Regions from separate parts of the Anser cygnoides genome. Here region 1 is linked to region 2. Evidence: chromatin contacts called from public Hi-C data. All regions are on one chromosome and are shown on one strand. Each heading gives the region's core, a stretch centred on a gene start, on an enhancer-like site or on the middle of the called end of the contact. The rest is flanking DNA. Distances are from core to core; before and after follow the strand shown. Region 1 holds the start of SDCBP (syndecan binding protein). Region 2 overlaps FAM110B (family with sequence similarity 110 member B).

The links. Hi-C and Micro-C count contacts between places; a contact is called where the count stands out from the background.
Region 1: a contact with region 2 is called in a Hi-C map of granulosa cells, with 1.5 times the contacts expected there. The contact joins the promoter of SDCBP here to the enhancer-like site in region 2. A contact is called at or near these places in 2 of 7 Hi-C or Micro-C datasets (granulosa cells and liver).

Annotation. Positions count from the first base shown.
Region 1 is chr2:123,893,148-123,896,534 of Taihu_goose_T2T_genome, forward strand. It overlaps SDCBP (syndecan binding protein), which reads left to right and starts at 1,392. Exons shown (of 9, transcript XM_048072393.2): 1 at 1,392-1,545.
Region 2 is chr2:123,683,862-123,687,050 of Taihu_goose_T2T_genome, forward strand. The region is part of intron 2 of FAM110B (family with sequence similarity 110 member B); the gene reads left to right. Among named protein-coding and RNA genes, the nearest start is that of FAM110B, 41 kb to the left of the region's middle. Within about 2 kb of position 1,265, at least 1 of the 3 cell types and tissues checked has open chromatin away from gene starts, as enhancers often do.

The sequences.
Region 1 (3,387 bases), core at 142-2,641, 210 kb after region 2:
TAAAGTAATGCCCAAAACAGCAAGTAACAAGGTAAGAACAGTGTCTCTGCAATGAAAGGGACCAAAACAAAATATTGCCCTTCCATGGTCAGAACCAATAACCAGCAGAACTGCATCGCCTGGACAGCAGTCAGTGGTATATCTGCCATCTCCATGCTACAAGGGCACTACCATGGTATGGATTCTCCAGGGTGGGTACAGGGCTTCACTGCATGTGGCTCATTGCAGGATGAAGAATTAAACCCCTTTTTGAGGTATAAATCTTGTAAACTTTCCACTTCACTTATGAGGACTGGAAAACACACATTGCAACAAAAATCTCCGTTTAGCGTTAATTAAGGTTTTAATTGCACAGGTAGGTCAAATGACGAAATAGCCTGTTAGTGCCAGAAGGAAGGGAATCCCTTCCCTCTCAATCCCATTTCTTCCTCCTCCTCCTTTCCCCTGTTCCTAGCCACACCCTCCCTTCCCTTGCTCTGGCTGGCGCTGGTGCTCACGAAATCCTGTTGTTGCTAGTTTAGCACACCAGCCCAGCAGAAAAATATTATTTTTTTTTTTTTTTGGGTGGATTAGCGTTGTGCTGGAGCAGTGAGTTTAAAGTGTCCCACAGAAGAGCCTGACAATTGCTGGGACTGGCTGAGGACCAGCCAGCAACTACAGGGCAGGAGAAAGGGACTGGAGGTGGGAACAGATCTCCCTTGGGGCTGGTGAGCTGTTAAACAACATTGTTGAATGCTCAAGTTTATTTAGTTTAAGGGAAGCTTTAGGGCACTCAGCATATTTAACTAACTGTATGGTGAACAAACTTCACCATCGGGCAGTCCAGTGAAGAAAGATTTTAAAGACTGAGAATTGACAGTAGCCAAGTTAATACTAGAAGCATGGCAAATGCGTAAGAATTATGATAATTAAGTATAAAAGCCGTATAAAATTTCTCTGTGTTGGGTGTTCTTTACGTGATGGTTTCTCTAGGGGAGTTTCTCCAGCCGAGCTGTGGGAAGCCCTGCGTTGGGCGGTGAGCCGCAGGCCAGGTGATGTGGTCACGGCAGGCTCTGCGACGTCAGGACTTACGAATGCATGACGAGGGAAGGGAAAACAAGACGAGATTAAAAATAAATAAATCAGTAACCGAAACGACGCAGCAGGAAGAATTTGATTTTAAAAAGGACAATGGATATAAAACGAAAACGAGCCTTTCCTCAAGGCAACCAAGCGATGAGAAGGCAGTAAGATGTGCAACACGCCGCGGGCAAGGCACCGCATGTAACGAGGGACAAGGGCAAAGCACCGATGGCCGGGACCCCTTCCCCGTGGGGGGCCGGGCCACCCCCAGCCCCGGGCTCCCCCCCTCCGGCCACCACCGCCGCCCGGCGGCCGGGGCCCGGCCCCTTCTCTCCGCCGCCGGAGCATGCGCGGGGCCGGGCCAGCTTCGCCGCCGCCCCCGCTCCCCTCATAGCGGCGCCGCCGGGAGCTGCCGGAGCCGCTGGTGCCGCCGCTCGTCCCTGCGCTGAGGGCCGCGACCGAGGGCAGCCGCCCGGGCCGGAGGTAGGGGGGGGGGGGGGGGGTCGGGGGTCTTCGCTCCTCTTTGTACTTGGGCACGGGGCGGCTTGTGGGGAGCGTAAGGGGGGAGGAAGAGGGGGAAGGGGCGCGGCGGTATCGGGGGAAGGAGGGAAGGAAGGGCTTCGCCCGCAGAGGCTGCGCGGCCGTCGCTCCGTGCCCGGCGCGGAGGAGCCGCCGAGCAGCCATTTCGTGGGGCCGCGGCGCGCCCGGTGCCGGGGGGCGGCCGGCTCCGTCCCTCCCTCCCTCCCTCCCGGGGCTGCCTCCCGCACCGGGCTCCGCTGGTCGCCGTGGAAGGAAAAGCGCGAATAAATAAAGTCTGTGTGCGCTGGCGTCCTCTCAGTGTTTTGGGATTGGGGGAGAGGGGGTTTGGGGTCTGTACTGCCTTCTTTTTAGGGTTTTAGGGCTTTTTAGGGCCTTCTTTTTAGGGCTGCATAATGTTGCAGAGCTGGTGTGGGTGTGTTGTGCCTTTTGGGGCGAGTGAGCCCTTCTTCAGGTCTGAAATGGAGGCAGCAGATTTCTGAGCAAAGTGCATAGCAAGAGCGAATGCTCAGAGGCCGATTAGATAGTATCAGAAAAAAAACACTTTTTTTTTTTTTCCTCTTTTATTGGAGGACACCTCTTGCAAAACAGTTCCTGTGTTCGTGCTGTCTCAGCTCGACCTTCGGGAGGTTTTGTCCTTTAAAGACAAAACTTCATCTCATGGCTTTCTAGCTGTTCGGGAAGCCAAAACCAATACCGTAGATGCTGGTTTTGTGGCCTGGTATAATCTCTCTACAGGTATAAAATGCTTTTATTCCTTCCCTTTTACCCCCTCCAAATACCGTCTGCTGCCACTTTCAGAGACAGCAGTTGCCACGGACAGGTCAGACTTCGGTTGGCTCTTAGCCTACATCCAGCTCTGTTGTTTCCGACCCAACCAATGTCGGGAAGCCCGTCATCTTCCAGTCGAACCACTGTGTGTAGTAAGAGCCAGCTCCTACATACAAAACTTCCTGCTGATAGCCCAAGATTGTCACGAGTGCTGCCTGTGTCTATGGTCTCTGCCCAGTGGTCAGGCACTTCCCTTGGTAAATAGGATCCTCTTGGTGAGACAACCTGCTGGCGGGGCTGGCAGCTGGGTTTCTGAGCTTGAGGGTACTCGGAAACTGGCACTTTCTCCTTTTGCTTTCATTTCTGCTTTCCTGGAAGCTTCAGGTTACTACTATGTGTGTCCTCCACAGGATGTAGGAGCCTGTAAACAATCAGGGCAAATAGTTCGGTGTCGGTGTAGACTGGGGAGTCGCCCACCTCCCTTCCTCTCCGCTTTGTGGTTACCACTCCCCAGATCCTGCAGAAAGCCATGGCTGTTCAAACTTCGTGTTCAAGTCTGTTTTTGTTGTGAGTCATGGACGGATTCTTCCTGAGATTACTGGCAGTCCCCGACAGTGACGATTGTTGCTAAACAGTCATATTTTAAACTAAATAGGGTATTTTGGGGCGTCTCACGTTACCTAATGAGTGGTTAGACGTGTACTTCGGTGTTACAACTGCCTGCGCGGAAATTGAAAAAGCTCCTTGCTGATGTAAAAGCAACAAAGCTGGTATGCAGAGAGACAGGCTCACTGAATGCAGTGACAGGGGTGACCGTTATTCTGGCTATTTATTGAAAAACCAGAAATAGTAACCAGTGAGATTTTAAGGAGGGAGCTGGCAGGGCAGCTCCTTGGTGGCCGTGACAGACGGTTGGATTTGGAAGCTTCCAGCTGGGGAAGGGAGGTGGCCTGGGCGGCGGTGCCAGAGCGGTGGGGTAAGCTGCTGGAGTGCTTTCTGAAGTGTTTGGGGAGCTAA
Region 2 (3,189 bases), core at 15-2,514:
ACAAAATAAAATTCTGGAGTTTGTGAGAATTTTAAAAGGAGGACTAATTAGCTTCCTCTCCCTCTCTTTTTTTGAACACAGTGAATGTTATCTCCATTGTAAAGGAATTTAACTTCTGTGGTGAATCAAATATTTTTTTTTAAAACCATAATCTTTTGGGGGCTATGCCAGAGTGGGAAAGTTTACGGATTTAAGGCATTAGGTGGCATAACCCTACTATTGCATCTACCAGACTTAGTCGCATAATGGACTTGATGTAAAAACCAAAAAACCACAAACAAACAAAAATGGGGCCAGTAGGTCACGTTAATCAATTGTGTGCTAATCTCAAGCATTAAATGCCTGCTGTGGATTTTTCACTTAGCCCTGGTTAGTGCTGACCTGTATCAATATGGGGCATTGAGCTGCTCAGAAAGCTGGGGTTCCTCGTTCTCTGCTCTGGAAGGAGCTCCTCATGGAGGAGGAAAGCTCTCCATACATGTTACATAGGGAGTCTTAAGTGGACTTACTGCAATTTTACAACCGTGGTTGCCAGTTCTGGGGCTGTTGCCCAGCTTGCCAGAAGTAGCATTATTCCACCGAACGTAGCTTGTCGAGATAGGCCTTATTCTTCTGTAGGGCTGCTGATGTCATGGTGCTTATCATGGTAAGTCATCCAGAATTACCTGCTGTGTGATAAGACAAAATGTTTCCACTCAGGCCTGTTGAAATAGTTTGCTTCATCTTGGTATATTTTTAATTGTTTTGATTTTTTTGGAGTTTCTTAGACGTTGTGTTGAATGAAAATAAACCCTGCTTATTTTTTTCCCAAGAACCTAGTACCAGGCTGTCTGATTTGTATGAATTCTGTAGCATGCAAAGAATAGAAAATCATTTTTTCATTGAACTCAGTGGTAGTTGACTTCATTTTTCATCATTGTCCCCGAGTCCTCCTGCCGTTGCATTAGAAGAGCTTGTTATCCTAGCAGTTAATAAACTCCTTAATAACAGGGTTCTTAATGGACTTAATAAGCATAAATGCTTATGCTAGATAAATGCATAATCTGCCACCTAAATCAGCCTTCCCTGGTTTGTACATGCCAACATCTTCAAAATAATTTTCTGATCTATAAGGTGTTTTCAAGGAAGAGACGTGTTTATGCATAGATCTGTTTAATAGTGCTTAAAAATAAAAAAAAAATAAAAAATGACTCACTCTCTCTTAGTGCTGCTGCCTGCCGCAGCCACAATTTGTAACTTATATTAGATTAGGTGCTGTAAGCCTCCAGAGGAGTGAAAGTATTTTCTCATGTGTCACACGAACAGTATGTGATAAGAAGCACTCTGGTGAACTGTTTAAGCAGAGAGCAAGCCTTAGATAAGTGACCTCAGCCAAAAACTATTCAGTCACTTCAGTGTGATTTAAGTTATCTCTGCCCAGAATTGCTTGGCATTAAAACTTAATTATTCTCATATCCAAGCTTGATATATTCACATCAATTCTAGATGAAGTTTTCTGTTACCTGTGGATTATTCCTGCAGGGGTTTTGTCCTCTGTTGAGCTTTCTAATATTTACATTGTCTTTCTCCTCGGTGTTCTACTAATAAGACCAGATAGGTTCAAAGGAATGGATAAACCTATATACCCCATGCTTAATTTGTGACTGTTTCAAGTTACATCTTGATAACCCATTTCTATAAGAACACGTTCTTTTGCAATGCTCGTTCACTTGAGTTTTCACTATGATAGGCAGCCTGTAATGAAAATGTTGACTCATCTGAATGATATTTTTGTTTTCTTTATTTTGTAAGTCAGATTGCAAGATAATTTCAAATTACAAGTATTAGATCACATTTTTCTTGAATGATTGCTTATGATCTTTGCCAAGTTAGTTCTCTTACTCACCTACTTTAGTCACAGGCAAGGTTTTAAATTTCAGTGTTAAGGGAAGCAGAAGAAAGTGTTTATATAGAGTCCTGGATGATGATTACTTCATATCTCGTTAGCTTAATATTTTGAGTCTCTTCAAATTAATGGTACTCCTTGTGTTAAAGAACTTTGTGTAAAGAACAAAATGGATTTGTCTTGTAGCATAAAATACGGGTAATCTTGAGAAGCACTAAGGCCTGTAAGGTGAAGCCTGGCTATGCATGTAATATAGCTTTCCATTCTTCTATAGATTGAGCACCAGCACCCTTTAATTTTCAAATGCTTTAATTCTAGTGCAAGTACTTGAATGACTCACCAGTTATCTAAAGCATCAGGTAACTATACCTATATTTAGCTTTGTTCTAGCTTCTTATCCTTGTTTCTATCTTAATTTTCTCAGTTGGAAGCTACAGTGAGTTTCGTCAGTGTTTAGAAAATCAAAAACCCCAAACAACCTGGGAAGCGTTCCCAAGTGTTCTCATGAGTACAACCGCTTCAGGCTCTTCAAAGGCTCTTTCTGCTGATGGTCAGGGGATGTGGAGAACAGGTCCTCTAGCTTCTTTCACAGTACCTTTAAACGCAAGGTACATAACCCCACCTGCCAGCAGGCAACACTTTCAAGTTGGAGGTGATACTTTTCTTAAAAAGAGGTGCCTTCCTTCTGCTACTTGCTGTGGGCTCTGCCCTGGTTGTGGTGTCCCTGATACGGGCTAGCTCCAGTGGTACCTTCGTTCTGCTGGTTGGGCATTGCCAAGATGATGGTCCCAGGGGGGTTTGATTCAGGCTGTCTGAACCCTAAGAAATGCACAATGAAGTGATGCAAGTGAAACTCCCAGAGAAAATGGGAACCAGTTAATTTAAGAACATGGTTTTAGTTCGTAAAAGATAGATCAGAGATTTCCAGACCCCAGCCTTAACTACTTTCCTTGTTCGTTGAGGAAATGCTGTGTGCTACAGACGGCAGTACTTAACCATGGGTCGGGATGTCTGCCTTTTTAGCTCATTAGATCCAAGTGCTGGCTTGCAGGGGTTCAGACAAGAAATCAATACTGTTTTTCCATCTGGCTGCCTTGAAGACTATGAGAATTAAAACTGTTTATCTGTGTAAAGAGGAGAAGGAAAAAAAAAAAGCTACATCCACACTGCTAGAAGTACAGCTAGCAAATACGAACTGCTGCTTGGGTTTGTTGCTGGGAAGGATCTAGTATTGATAATTTTGTACGTAAGTAGTTATGGGTACATTCCCCTGAGGTTGTAGTAGCAAGATGCAAGTAATGTAT